2 separate regions of the Mus musculus genome follow, and region 2 is linked to region 1. A link is a contact called in public HiChIP or PLAC-seq data. All regions are on one chromosome and are shown on one strand. The core of a region is the stretch at or near the end of the contact, and the rest is flanking DNA. Distances in the headings are between cores, read along the strand shown.

Region 1 (7,569 bases), core at 2,301-4,800:
GTGGCCTCTTCTGAGCACTGTTTCCATGATGGCCTTTTCAAAGGAATAGAAATGATTGAACTATTTCAGACATCATACAGTGGTGGGTAAACTATAATAGATGGGATTCTTCCCTTGTTCTTTACCAATAATTCATCTAGAAAGAAAATGCAGGCTGTTTGAGTACCCCCTATAAATTGTCTAAAAAAGACCATTTTCTATTTCCCTAAGAGCACATTTATAACTATTGCCATGATCACTTTTCTGGGGCAGCCCCTTGTTGCAATTTTAATTTCAGTTTCTGGAGGGACCCATAATGCCTCAGAGGAAATGTGCACCTTTCTTTGATTCCGGAAAGTGGCTGCATTCCGGAGGAATGCATTTAGATGACTGAGTTGCCCGTTGGCTGACATATTTGATATCTGGGTGGAAGAAGTGGAAACTCGTCTCATCTTCAAAGGGGTCACTGGGTCTGGGAACTGGCCAGGCTTCTGCCATCTGCTGTTTTGCACATTTGCAAAGAAGTCACCTCCATGGGAAAATGAAGCAAAGATCTCTGGTTTTGGACGTCTTTCTTGAGGTCGGCTTCTGCTCCCTCTCCCTCTATATCCTATCTGTTGTTCCCTGCTTCATTCCTTTCGGTGGTGGATGGCTTTCCAGTCCCATGCCTCCTGCTGCTCTGCAGCCTTCCCAGTCCTTCTGGGTGCTGTGCTGTGGGTAGTCTAGGCTTTCCTTGTCTAACTTTACTGATGACCTCTGTCACTGTCACCACCCACTTTCTTTCCCATGTTGGCACTTAGCTGGGACCATTCCAGGAGCATGTAATTAGCTCTAACATCTCATCTCTAAGCCGCAGCATCTGTCCTTCCATCTCTTAAGGCTCTTCCTCAATACCGTCCTAGAGTGACCTTTGTTTTCCATTGGTCTCCTCTTCGTCTCTGTCTTGTTTCCATATGTACTTGGCAAAGTGTCTCTAAGTTAATTACTACGGTTGTCCCTGAATGTAATCTAAGTATCTCAACAGTTGTTTTTGAAAATTGGATAAAACAGAGAGTCGACTGATGGACTTCAATCTTGCTTACACGCTGGCCAACATTACTAAATCCTTTCCCTTAGTTACTCTATATCTTGGCCCCATAACACAACCATTGTGAATTAAAAAAACCCCATTGCCCTGATTCTCAGCTACTTGGGTGGATGAAGCAAGCATTCCTACTTCATCCTGGGATGAGTGGGTGTCAGCCTACATTGTCTCAAACAAACAAACAAACACCATTCAACTGAACAGAGATGCTCACGGCCAAGGGCAATTAAATCTGAAATTTTAGAGTATGACGGAAGTATCAGTATTACATCATATTCTCCAGATGATTCTGCATGCAAGCATGAAGGAGTCTTACTTCCCATTGCTCCTAACAATGATACAGTTCTTTCACTAATTCTAAAATCATCCTATGGGAATGAAAGATAGGTATCATATGTTTTCTCTAGTGTGTGGGACCTAGATTTAAATACACACACATGGATATACACATAAGTATAAGTATATTTATATAACAAATATAAATAAAAGCCCCCTGCCAGCTAAGCATCATGGTATAGAGCTCGTTGTAATCTCCGCCCTGGAGGAGGCTGAGGTAAGAGGATTTTGAGTTCAAATTCACTCAGAGCTACGTAGTGAGACCCTTCACCAAAGCAGGGCCAGAAGGGACCCTCCTACTTAACTACATTTTATAACCTTCAGCATTTGATGTCATTACCTACTTTGATAGAAAACAACAACAACAACAAGAAGATTTTGTTGGTGAAATCCTTTTAATGCTTTTTGCTTTCATTTCACTGAGGTCGTGCCAAGTGTTGGGCATAGAGTGCACAGATAAGTAAGCCCATGCCCGCTCCAGATGCATATGTGCAGGTCACTTAGGCAACCCAGCTTGTGATCATTGCTATGAGTGCTTGGCAAAGGGGCCCTGTCTCATACTGGGGCCCTAGGAAGCATTCCTGCTGTCTATGAAATCATTTCCATCACACCCTTCTTCACATTACCCTTCCTCAGAGGAGAAGAAGCTCATGGTTGCCCTGGTGGAAAAGTATTCCTGGGAAGCTAAGGCAAGGTGACAACCGCAAGTTCAGAGCTAGCCTCTGCTAATAGCAGAATTGGCAGCCCACCTGTAGTATACAAAAAAACAACCAACCAACCAACCAACCAACCAACCAACCAAAAAAACCAACTCAAAAGTCCAAGACACCAATACCAAAAGAATGATAAAAAGCTTGATTTTGCCCATTTTCCCTCTTCTCTCGCTTTCATGACTAGTAGCTGTTGAAGTTGGCTGATTCAGGGTTGTCTGTCATTCATCTTTCCTATCTTAACATTTGGCTTCTGCCTTGAGAGTCAGCCTTCTTTCCCTATCCTAAGCCATAGGGGTTTCAGTAGGGGCCATTTTGACCTGTCTAACACACTGACTGACTTCACTGCTTTATTCTCCCTTCTGGTTTTGTGATTCTATACATACTCTGCGTCTTTTCCACATTTCCTTTTCCTCTCCATCTCTGAGAGTCTTTCCCCCAGCACACTCCTTAAATAGTGATATTCTCCATGGCTCTATCCTTAGATAACCATCTTTCTCACACATCTGTTACTGGAGTTTTATCCCCAACTAGATCAGGAAGTCTTTTAAATCCACAGAACTTTCTTCTTGGACCTTCCTCCTGAACACCTGCTGAGCATCTCCACCTGAACGATGAGTAAGGTTGTCACACCATGGTTTCCCAATGTTCTGCTCTCTTAAAAACCTGTTTCTCTGTTGCTGTTGCTTATCTTACCTGGTAGCCCCAACCTTGGAAGCTTTCGTCATTCTCTACTGTGACTGAGTTACCAAACCCATCTATGTTGCTTCATGGATAGTTCTTGACTGTGCCCACTACGGTGACATATGCATTGCCAAGCTGTGCCCTTGTTGAGAGCTTTTACTCATTTCTCAGAGGTGAGTGCTGTTAGACTACACTTGCTCTTCTCTGCCATTGGGGCCACCACCCCCTTCTAGTCATCTCTCTCTTGGGCTACAGCTGAGACCTGTAGAGTCTGTGTTGCGGGAGTTGTTCTGTAGTAAGTGGGTTGTGAGTGTGGTGGAAGGTGGCGACGCGTGTGGGGTCTCAGTCACTTACTGAGCTTTTCAAAGAGGGGGAAAGTCCTTTGGGAAGGTCCCCATTGCTACAGCATCGTGTCACACTGTTAGTCTCCTCTCCATCCTCAGGAGGCTTATTCATTCTACTGCCAGAAAGTACCCAATCCCTACCATCCCTTAAGAAATAGTTCAGATCTCAGATCTGCCCACAAAGCTTTTTAAAAAACACTCACATCTTTAATAGTCTATTCACTGATACTTTCTGGATGACTGTATTGTCCCATGCTGGAAACAGGGTTCAAGAGAGGAGTAACATGAACACATACTGGAGGGCAGTGAATGAATACTTTTCAAACTACTTGAACTGCTCAAACCGTGGCGGTGGGCCATTGGGGATTTTATCTGTTTGTGTTTTCCTAGCCTGGATCAATAAATGGTCCTATTACTCAGAGTGACTAAGGGAGTTGCACCAGAGGTGACTCACCTCACCAACTCAGCAACACCTCAGCTAGTCTGAACCGACTTCAGCAAGTGTTTCATTCTTTCCTGTCACAGGGGTGTCAGATTTCTGGGAGCATCTCTAAATGGTTACCTTTGATTTCTGGACCTGGTTTCTGCCACAGTAGTAGCAGACAGTTTGCACATTCTCATCACCTCTGCTGTAAGCCACGATAGAAGAAGGGTCTGCACCAGGCACACTAATGGTGTTCCTGAATAGTTCAGCTAAAAGGGAAACCCAAAGCCTGCTACAACCTTAACTAGCCATGTGGTTAAAGCTTTATAGTTATGGGGGGGGGGGGGGGATTGAAGCATATCTTTATGGTGGGTCCTTTTGTGACTGATCCAGAACAAAAGAAGCATCATGGGGTGTGCTAGAAGGCAAGAGAGAAGGCTAGAGACAGTGGGCTGAGCTCCTTTGTTCAATCAACACCTTCACAATGGCTTGTGTTGTAGATTCTCTCTAGGCATTGAGATTTGAAGCAAGCACGGGTTTTGTAAGGCTTTCTCTTTCTCTCTCTCTTTTCTTTTCTTTTCTTTTCTTTTCTTTTCTTTTCTTTTCTTTTCTTTTCTTTCACTATAGGCTGTCTTAAATGAAACACTGGGCACAAAATAGTCCACTTAATCCTTATTAGATGACTCTGGTGGCACTGAAGAAAATGGAAAGCCGCCAAGTCAGGAAGTCTGGTTAATAAGTTACAGAAGCAATCCAGGTGAGAGATTAGTGTGGACCAGGCACCGTAAATGGAAGTGGAAGGAAGGAGAAAGGAGCTCACGGGAGAAAATACCACTGAGGCGGAATGAATCACAGAGTCTTTGGGGCTCAATAAAGTTTGGAGATGGCTGGCAATACTGTGATGGGTTATTGATCCAGGCCAATGGGAGAGTTCGTCATAAAAGAGGAAGGGGTTGGAGGTGCGGTCAAGAGTCTGATGCTATGCCCGTCATAATAGAATTCACTGGGCTTATATGCTTGTGAGTTGATGAGACAATCCCACCAAGTTTTTCATCCCAAACACTTGCCATAAGGCCTCGCACTTGGAACAGACTCAACAAATGGTTGCTAGGTTAAAACATTCAGTGTACTCATTTTTATTGCATCACAAAGTCAGTAGATCTAGACAGCGTACATTTATTAACATACCAGAAGTCCTGCTTGGTATGGCTGATTTCTCTGCTATGTTTCACTAGGCCCAAATCAAAGTATTGGCTTATTGGGCTCATTTTATCAATATTGTGCATTTATTTATCTGTGTGTGTATATATGTGCGTGCACGGACTCATGTATGCTGCAAAAACACATTCATATACATGTATGTATAGGTCAGAGGACCACTTGTAGTTAGTTCTCTGCTTCCTCTGTATGGCTTCCTGGGATGGTTTGGTGGCAAGTGCCTCGACCTTATGAACTATCTTCATCACCCCCCGATTCAGCTCCTGGGGGAACACTTCTGAGGTCAGCCACATTGCAGGGGCACTCTCCTCCTGTGTGGCTACAAGAGTCTTCATTTCCTGGGCAGTCAGAAAAGGGTAACATGTGTGTGTGCCTCTTTCTAATTTCTGAGTATTGGCCTGGAGTCTTGAGGGCATCAGTGATTTGTGCCTAGCCAGGCACAATACTTTTTTTTTTTTAAACTGCTTCTGTAATTACCTAGAGCTTACCATGGCAATCCAGGCTAATCTCTATTTTAAGACCTGTCACCTTAATTACATTGGTAGACTGTTTTGCCATGTAGCGTAGTCACGGGTTAGGCCATGAATACCTGTTATAAGGGAGCTTTGTTTTGTCTACCACAATGGCAATTATCTAATTGTGGAAGGATTATCATCACAGTTCTTAAATATGTGTACTTTGGCTTCTCTCATTTTTTCATGGAAGTACAAAGGTATCAGATTTTCTCTCTCTCTCTCTCTCTCACACACACACACACACACATATATATACATTTATATATACATACACACACACACACATATATATATGCAGAGAGAGAGAGAGAGAGAGAGAGAGAGAGAGAGAAAATGAATCATAGCCCTTCAGCTTCCATTCTTTCAAGCCATCAGACCATTTACCCATTCTGTGCGTCCATCTTTGCTTTATCTGTTCACTTAGTCATTCATTCATTCATTCATTCATTCATATACATTTTGATACTGACTTAAGAGTCTAGACTGCAGGTGAGGAAGGAGGGCATGTAATTCCATTGGTGAACTGCTTATACAGCGTGCACCAGGCTCTGAGTTCAATCCTCAGTCCAGTTTAGCTGGGTGTGGTGGTGCATGCCTGTAATCTGAGCACTTGAGAGATGGAAGCAGGGGATCAGAGGTTCAAAGTCATCCTTAGCTGCATAGCAAGTTCAAAACTAACCTGGACTAAATGACATGCTATCTTAAACAACAACAGGACCAAAAAAGATTCCAAGCTGGGTCCTGGGTTTGTATAATGAGGAAGAGAGTGAGCCGTAAGGAAAAATACCATCAGATGTCTGTTAGATAGTGTTTAGTATATTGAGGTCTATATCAAATTGTCTTTTTTTTTGTTTAGTTTTGCATTTTGAGATAGTCTCATGTGTCTTAGGCTGGACTTACACTTTCAGTGTAGCCAAAGATGATTTTGAATCCCTAATCCTCTTGTCTCTTCCTCCCTAGTATTAGAGATACAGGCATCTATTGTCCCTTCCAGCTATGCTAAGGTTTCTTAAAACCATGGTGTCTGGTTGTGATTTCACCCTGTGCCGATGAAGCTTTGTTCTCCAGCAGTAGATTACTGGTTTTTAGTGTGCCGTGGCTTCACACCCTTACCAAGTGCTCAGTAAATGTGTAATTGAGGTAATCACTGCTTAATTCACTCCCTTATGTGTGTGTCCATGCAATTTGGTCCCCATTAATAAACATGTATTATAATTTTAATCTTTAACTTTGTCTAAATAGGTAACAGATGTCATCAGCTGCTTATTACTCTCCAGAGACATTTTGTACATACAAGGAAGTCATTCCCCCTGTGCCCAGCCTTACTATATTCATATGAAGTGATAATTTCATAGCAACATAGATAAAAGGACTTAGTTCCTTACTTTTTATAACTCCATTCCTTTTATGAAATGTTATTTCATAGTAAGAATATACCAGTTTATTAAAGTCTCATATTGGTGGCCACTCGGAGAGTGTTTCCGTTTCTTTCCTGTTACTGATTATCATAGCAAACAAACCTCACGTCTGTGCCCTTCAGACAAATGTAAGGACACACAGAGACCATTTGTACCCTGCTGGGTTTTGCCAGTTCATTCCACAGACGTTACAGCAATGGCACCCCAATGCAGAGTTCCCTTCACCCTTGGAACAGCATGTGCTCCCAGACTCTATAGACTCAGCCAAGCTGATATGTGGAAATAATGTTTAAATTAAAACTTGGACCTGCCACATCGGGGAGTGTGTGTGTGTGTGTGTGTGTACACAATTTGTTAGAGCCATTTGCATCTCATTTTTTCCTCATTTATTTGTATCTTTTGTCCATCTCTCTTATTGAGTTGACGCTTTTGTTTTTAATTTGTCAATAGTCTTTATATAGTAAAGAAAGTAGCTTTTAGAGATATAGTTTTGGTTTTTTTTAATGGTGAAAAAAAGTGTATATTTAGAATTAGCCATCTGGACTCAGTTTAAATGATTCCAATCTTGTTGACAACATCTAGGGCATCATAATCAGGAGCCAAGGGAACATAACGCCTTCTTCTCTCCATCGGGCCTTATCAGGGTATTGACTTTGGCCACATCAATGTCATAGAGTTTCTTAATAGCCTGTTTGATCTGATGCTTGTTGGCCTTGACATCCACAATGAACACAAGAGTGTTGTTGTCCTCTATCATTTTCGTGGCTGACTCAGTGGTCAGTGGGAATTTGATGATAGCATAGTGATCAAGCTTGTTTCTCCTGGGCGCAGTCTTCCGAGGATATTTTGGATGCCTC
Region 2 (7,569 bases), core at 2,020-4,519, 1.0 Mb after region 1:
TAGCTGCCGTGTCTTTGTTTTTGACGAGCATTGAGATACTCTGTGCTCTTCAGTTCTTTTTAAACTGCCTGGGGCTTCAAGCGCCTCTGTCACTGGTGTGGAGTAGAGCCCACAGGAACGATGTCACTTCCTCTCCCTTCCCCCTCCCTACTCCCACCAAAGAGCACTTCCTGCCGCTTCATTTCAACTGGCTGTGCTGCGGGATGCCATGTTAGCTCAGGGCACTCAATTTTTTTTTTTTTTTTTTTTTTTTTAATGAGAGCGGCAGTTCTGGATACACAGAGCTCAGAGCGCCGGAACTGATTCTTTGTGAAGCCGAACCCGGATCTAACTCTATTCCTAGAAGAGCACCAGTTCCCTCCTTACAGAGGAGGCCACTAAATAGAAAACTTCCACAGACACAAGGCTAATGGAATTAAGTTAAGGACTCATTTTCGTCTTAGAAAAATAACACATATAGAGGGGCATGATTTTTCGCTCACATTGAAAATGAGTTTTCACTTGTATAAAAGCGAAAATATAATGACTCATTAAGTACACTGTATGGCTGCAGGGAAACCAATAAAAGTGCAATAATTCCAAGTCATATTAATTATCATCCAGAAGAAGCCAGAACACCTTGAGTCTTAGCACAACAAGAAACACAGACTGTACACAGCATATCACGCATACGGTAGAGTACAGAGTTCACGCTGACTCCGTGATTCAAGAGCTTCTTCCTCGGAACACAGAATGGCCCAACGTGTACACCTGCCCAGGCAGCTTGATCTACTGGGCTGTGGCTCAGGCGGACACCAGGCTTCACGAGGCTGCTCGCTTGCCTCTCAGTGCTGGCCGCCGTTGGTTCTTCCTTCTGAGCACAGGATTTCTGCTCATTTTTATTCTGGAAACAATTGTCACTGTGTGAGACAATTTGTCATTCCCAACCCTGGGACAGTCTTCCTTGAATGAGGATTCTCAGTTTGCTATTCTTTCTCCCACCAACACCTCTGTTCCCATCGAGAAAACTGTTATCTGTTCAGGCAAATCCTGATTTCGGAGCACACTGACTCTCTGCCAATAGGATTTTTGGTTAGAAGTTATATACACACATATATATGTATGTGTATGTGTATGTGTATGTGTATGTGTATGTATATGTATATGATATAATACACATATATTAGTATATGTATATTGCATATATATACACATATTTATGTTGTATTTTAGATTTCATCTTTTTTAATTTTCTCTTTATAAAACTCACCTTATTACCTGTAATAAATTTCTAATAAATAAACTTTCTAACCCCTCCTCCCCTTTACCTTGCCTTTATCTCTAGCCCTAAGCACCAAAGGGTACAACCTCTACTCTCCAGTTGCTTTCCCCCACACCACTGGAGCAGTTCCCATCGCCGTCCATCTAACTTTTTCCGGGACCTCCTAAAGATAGCTCAACGTTCCCAGTTCAGGTTTGAGGGCCTTATGCTCTCCCACCAGACCCAAGCCAGACTCCCCAAGGCTTAGGAGGCCATGGCGCTACTCAGACACTACCATCCCCCACCTCTTCCTTCCCAGCACACCTTGCTTCCATTCCGCCTCTGCGCCAGTACGCATGAGCATTTCTCTTTCTCGTCGTGTCTGTGCCAGATTCTGTCCAGTGTCACTACACTTGGTGCTCTGTGCTCTCCCCATGTCCTCCTGTGGGGTCATGCGTTCAAATCTCAGCTGCTCCTGTGTCCTGTGCAGGGTGACCTTTTCCTTCAGACAGCTAAGACTTGGTTACTGGGCTAAGCACCATGTGCCTGGCTCATTTCTCCACACAAGGAGTAGTTTCCAGAACAAAACACTAAACCTTAGAATGGCCAGTCACCAGACCTTTTCAAAAACTATCCTCTAAATATTCCGAGTCTTTTTTTTTTATTTTTACATTAATATGCATTTTAAAAAATTGTTTTAAAACCCTCAAATTATTTTTAAAGGTCTTCCATTTGCTCTTTTTTCTATTGTTGTACGTGTTGGTTTTTCTACATAGCTAGTTGCTATAGGTGAGTGTTAGACTGTGCATACTAGTGTTACATATTTAACTCAGCCTATATTTCTTCCAGCGGTTATGATTTGTATCATCTCCTAATTCAGTCTGTTAGTATCATTCCAAACTCTGGGCTTGACATGATGCATTTGGAAGATGAATCTTAATGTTCTTAACCATCAAATGAAAGTTACCTGCCTATACACACAGCTCTTCTATTTCAATTAGTGTAGCTTCTGTAGTCCTTTAATGACATCTGCATAAAGAAGGGGTGTGCATATAAGGCAGGAGTCAAATACAAATTTTAACTGCTAACTGGTATACTTCTTTATTATCACTTCAAACTTATCATTAAAAAATAGAGTATATAAAAGATTAATTGTAGACTTTAAAGTACAGTTAAGTATAATCTGGTTCAGTGACCTGGTTAAATCCTTGATCCAGGCACTTGTCCATTTCCATAGGAGCACTTTGTCATTTCATTCTGGATATTCTAAAAATAATATAAGCATTAAGCTCAAAGAGGTAACTCACAAACTTTGCCTCATGATAAGGATGGCAAGAGAGTTAACCAAAGGGGTAGAGACTATAGTCCTAAGTAAAGGAGGTAAATAATCCCAGAGCAAGTAACATTAAAACACTGTCTTAAGAATGAACAAAAATTCAACAAAGAAAGAAATGAGTGACTGGGTAGAAGAGGTGACAGCCTTCAAGGTGCGGGGCTTGTTGGGAATGGAGATTTCGACAGCTGTAGAACTCAAGGGCGCGCTATTTGGTCTGTGAGCCTACAGTGAAATTCTGCAGATGTGAGTCTAGTAATGATAGGTGTAGGAGCATAAGAAAATACATGTATATTATCTACCATGAAAAAAAAAATCAAGTCTGTTCAAGTAGGGGATGGTATGTTTTAGAAAGACAGGTTTGTTAAGATCACGGAAGACAGATGTTTGAGCCAGGGGAACGAGGGAACATCTTTCTGTGTATGATAAAAGATTTTATTATTAAAGTACATAACTTGTGAAAAGATATATATAAGACCTGGTCAGTTCATTGTAACTTGTCTTATTTTTTTAAATAAGTAAATTTGATTATATCTTTGATTCTATAGATAAGTAGGAAAAAATGTTGGACAAGGAGAGCAATACCTCTTTACTTGGGTTTTGTTTGCCTGTTGGAAGGTTGTGATCCAAAGCTAACTCACTCTCTCACCAAGCCTGTGTTTCTCTGGACTCAGTTTCAAGGGAATACCTCAGGCTTTGGTCCACTCACAGGCCACTTGTGAGTCACAGTCTGAACATGAGGAAATGCTCATTTACTTTTGCGTAGTCATGGCCATGAGACCTTTTTTGTCATTGTTGAAAGTACTGTTCTCTGAGGAGGTTATTTTCTGCCACAGGCAGGGAGCTGAATGTCACAACCCAATTCCAAGCGCTCCCTCGCCGTCCTGATAGCCTGGGGAAGCTGAGGTCTCACATCAGCCTGGAGCACACAGGCTTCATGTGATGGAGATCGGCTCCGTTAATTAGCTGTTTCGGGATTCTTAATGCCCGTGGCTTTGGAAACACTTGTTAACCCAGAGAGGGAGGAGACAAGCTGGAAGCAGCTGGATTCCAGCCTGAATGTATTATAGCTCATTTCAATAACACCTGATCTTTCCAAATCCATGTTCGGGATCTGTTGGAAATTATAGTTGACTTAAGTTGTTCTCAGTGATGCATCCAGGAGATTGCAATTCAAGGCTTCTTGAAGCCACAGAAACAAGAGAGCAGCAGAAAAGAACTGATTAGTGGAACTTTCTGAACATACATGTGCCATTTTCCAGTGGCTGGAAAACAGATATTAAGGGAGAGGGAGAGAGAAGCCACAGGTTATGCAGGGTACCCAGGAGTTTGTGTTTCTGTCTTAACCAAACCGAGAGCCACTTCTCTACCACTGCACACTGCAATCACTGCTCAAAGCTGGCATTCAACAGACTCATAATTCCTCTGAGTACAATTCTCTTGGCATAACCTGACCAACCACATAAAACCTAATGAAGAAAACAACCGTTGTCATGGGCAACCAATGCAGGAATTGCATCACAAGCAAACCACATACTTTCTGTCCTACCGAAGGCTGGAGTCCTGCACAAAGCAAGGCAGTGTCCTTTGTGAATGGGATTAAACCATTTTAAGTACATGTGTAAAGTTACAGTGAAGCCCCTGATTTTGTATCTGGGATCGAAATATAATTACTATATCCCCAAGCCCCCACATCTAAAAGAGCTATATAAAAATACCTACATCAAATTTAAGAAAAGAAGCAAAGTAGAATTATGCTTCCATTTTTCCCATAGAACCCACTGCAAACTAATCTGTTTCAAGATAACACTTAAAACAGCCACCCCTCTGTTGCCTGGATATAAATAATGATTCTACTCTCTCATATTCATCTTCTGGACTAACCCCGAGAAGTCAAGGTGGGTCTCAGTGGCTCACCACTCCTGACTGCTGTGTGGTGGGTCACTTTCTGAGATGCCAGTGGCCCTGTGTTGTTTTGACATTTGCATACAATAGATTCCTGGAAGCCACTAAGTGTTCGGTGAGTATTTGTTGACTGAATAACTGAATGGGTGATGGGAAGGCCCGCTTTAAAGTTAGTCTAGTAAAAATTTTACCATAAAGAATTATCTGAGGCCTGGAGAGATGGTTCAGCGGTTAAGAGACTGACTACTCTTCCAAAGGTCCTGAGTTCAAATCCCCGCAACCACATGGTGGCTCACAAACATCCGTAATGAGATCTGATGCCCTCTTCTGGTGTGTCTGAAGACAATTACAGTGCACTTAGATATAATAATAAAATCTTTAAAATAAAAAGGGAGTGGGGTGGGGATTTAGCCCAGTGGTAGAGTGCCTGCCTTGCAAGCTCAAGGCCCTGTGTTTGGTCCTCAGCTCTGGAAAAAAAAAAAGAAAAGAAAAGAAAAGAAAAGAAAAGAAAAGAAAAGAAAAGAAAGCAGTTCTTAGTTCTTAGTACTTAGGTCAGCCTGGTCAACATAGAAAGTCCGCGGCCATCCAGGGTTACACACATCAGGACTCTGTCTAAAGAATTATCTGGTAGTCACAAACAAAAGCTGAATTTCCTTGAACTTGATAACAGCCATTCCCTGCCATACTTTCATTCATTTCCTTTTATCCTTACTAAAGAAGAAAATATGGCTGTAGGAAATGAATAATTTGTAGCCCACTCAGAGACCAGAATGCTTTTGTGGCAAGTAAAAAAAATCCAAAATAGTGTTTCCTTTTGAATGCAACCCTATAAAGACTTGAATTGGGTGCCATAAATATTAATGTGAATATTTTAAAACTCCTTTACTTTCTCTTTATTTTTTACAATTATATATATATATGTATAATTATATATATAATCACTAAATAGTGTGTATATATACATATACACAGACATATATACAATATCACACGTACACATATATATATTCACAGATGTATACACATATATGCATATACATACACATATAGTGTATCATGGATACCCTCTTCACTCTCCTTTCTTGTCTCCCCCCTCCCTGAACCCTTTCATCTTCCCAATTATTCTCTCTCTTATTTCCTTTCTTTTTTAAATCTAATTTTATTGTTTTGCTTATTCACTTTACACCCCAGCCCTCACTGCCTTCCTCCTAGTCACCTTCTCCCATAACCCTTCCCCCAACTCTATCTCCCCTTCTCCTCTGAGGAGGTGAGGCTCCCCTGGGTGTTCCCTCACCCTGGCACTTCAAGGCTCTACTAGGCTGGGTGCTTCCTCTCCCACTGATGCCAGACGCAGCAGCCCAGCTAGAAGAAAACATCCCACTCTCTTATTTTCAATGCCTTTCTCCTTGATGCACGGAAGTTCAGTAGAGGGGATTGGTTGTATGAGCATGGATGGGGTTATTTGCTGGATTGTTACCGACTTGCCTGTGTTTAAAAAGAAGAAAACAGTGCCCCTCCCCCTGGTGACTGGCTTAAAATATTTTTTTTGCAAGTTTTGCTCCTTTAAAATAGGACTCTCCAAACACTGCCACATTCTTACCTTAGTCTAAAACCAAAGACTTTTAAAAGATACTAACATTATCTCTAATTAGCTTAACAAATGTTAAGCTAATTAAAAGAACACTCCGGTTCCTTCCGTACTGATCTTTCAGTGCGTGCTCCAGCCTGCTCTATTTGCCTTTCCTTACAGCCTACTGCTGGGACGTGCACAATTCACCTTTTCTCTCTTTTGCGTCAACCTGAAAAGAACTGAATGGAAGTTCAACCCCTTGCATACTTAGAACACCATCCCACGATCATCCTTTCTCTCATGCTTCATCTATAAGTGACTAAAGAATCTGTACAAGTACAGATGCCAAAAATCCCACAAACTTTGAGTGATTGATTTTTTTTTTTTTTAATTTGAAAGTTTCTATTGGGACTCCCCAACATGTGCCTCATTGCTGTCTGGAGGGATGAAGGTTTCACAATTTCAAGACTTCGTGATTCCTTACTTTCAAGTCCTATCACTAGGAAGATACCCTTCTCTGTAGGGTTTTCATGTAAAAGCAGTCCATGGCTCTAGACGCTAAAAGCCTACTATCACCTGCATGTGCCGTGTCTCTCCAGAGGGTTTCTTAGTTAACCACATTTGTATTGAATCCTCAGTAACCCCCACAGCGTGAGCCTAGGTCTTCCCACTCCCTCTTCAAAAGTAGAACAAAGCTCTTAGAAATAAATCAGCAGTGAATAAATGATAAAAAAAATAATGTAGAAACTATAAAACATCTAAATATCAACCTGACCAACAGCTTTTAAGAGACAGGAGAGTAGGCTCTTCAAGTTAGAGGCTCTCCCAATGCAAAATAAGCCGTGGTGTATTAGAACTGACGACTACCGACCTAACAAGCCCCTACTTTCAAATGTTTTGGAATTGAGTAAGCTGGTACCACAACCAATTATTGTTAAATTAGATCATAGACACATTCAGCTTAGTAAATTATTTTCAACAGAGATCGCACAAAATAATTCTGAATGTGCCACTTCCTCTTATCTGTTGACACTCTACTATCCTATCCTGAGGCTGTTTGTCAGTCCTGCCCATTCCTGGAATCGCAGTATAGGGATGCCACTAGCAGGTATCAGAACACCATGTCGCCATCTTTAAATTGTGCAGGTAGGGTGTGTACCAAAGATCCCAGCAACACAGTAGGTCCAGGACCGCACTTGGCTTTGTTGATTGTGTAATTGTAGAAAAAGTGACAGAAACGTGTTTCTTATGCCAATTACTGTCCATTTAATCTCAATAGCTATTAAGCTGTAAAGAGGACAAAAACTTCGGAAATGTTTTTCTAGAGTTTTAAGACATGCCACAAAGACTTTCCTTGGCCAATGAGGAAAGAGTGGAGTAACAACCTATTTACTTTGTAATCTCAGTTTTCTCTTATGAACACAAACCCACATAACAAGCAGCAGTCATGGAGAACCTCATTCGCTCCAATGATGACTTTGGCTCTTGTGCCCCTGTGGCCACCTTCCTGCCCTGCTGTAT

The links. HiChIP or PLAC-seq counts read pairs in DNA pulled down with a chosen protein or histone mark.
Region 2: a contact with region 1 is called in a FOXA1 HiChIP or PLAC-seq map of pancreatic cancer cells. The contact joins two enhancer-like sites. A contact is called at or near these places in 4 of 115 datasets of contacts at active chromatin or transcription factors (acute myeloid leukemia, embryonic stem cells, large pre-B cells and 1 more).

Annotation. Positions count from the first base shown.
Region 1 is chr13:108,225,826-108,233,394 of GRCm38.p6, forward strand. All of the region lies in intron 1 of Elovl7 (ELOVL family member 7, elongation of long chain fatty acids (yeast)), which reads left to right. It also overlaps the pseudogene Gm30747. Among named protein-coding and RNA genes, the nearest start is that of Elovl7, 15 kb to the left of the region's middle. Within about 2 kb of position 3,551, at least 52 of the 459 cell types and tissues checked have an H3K27ac peak or open chromatin away from gene starts, as enhancers often do. A contact at or near this core is called in pancreatic cancer cells, where this site is marked.
Region 2 is chr13:109,239,327-109,246,895 of GRCm38.p6, forward strand. All of the region lies in intron 3 of Pde4d (phosphodiesterase 4D, cAMP specific), which reads left to right. Among named protein-coding and RNA genes, the nearest start is that of Mir582, 82 kb to the right of the region's middle. Within about 2 kb of position 3,270, at least 92 of the 459 cell types and tissues checked have an H3K27ac peak or open chromatin away from gene starts, as enhancers often do. A contact at or near this core is called in pancreatic cancer cells, where this site is marked.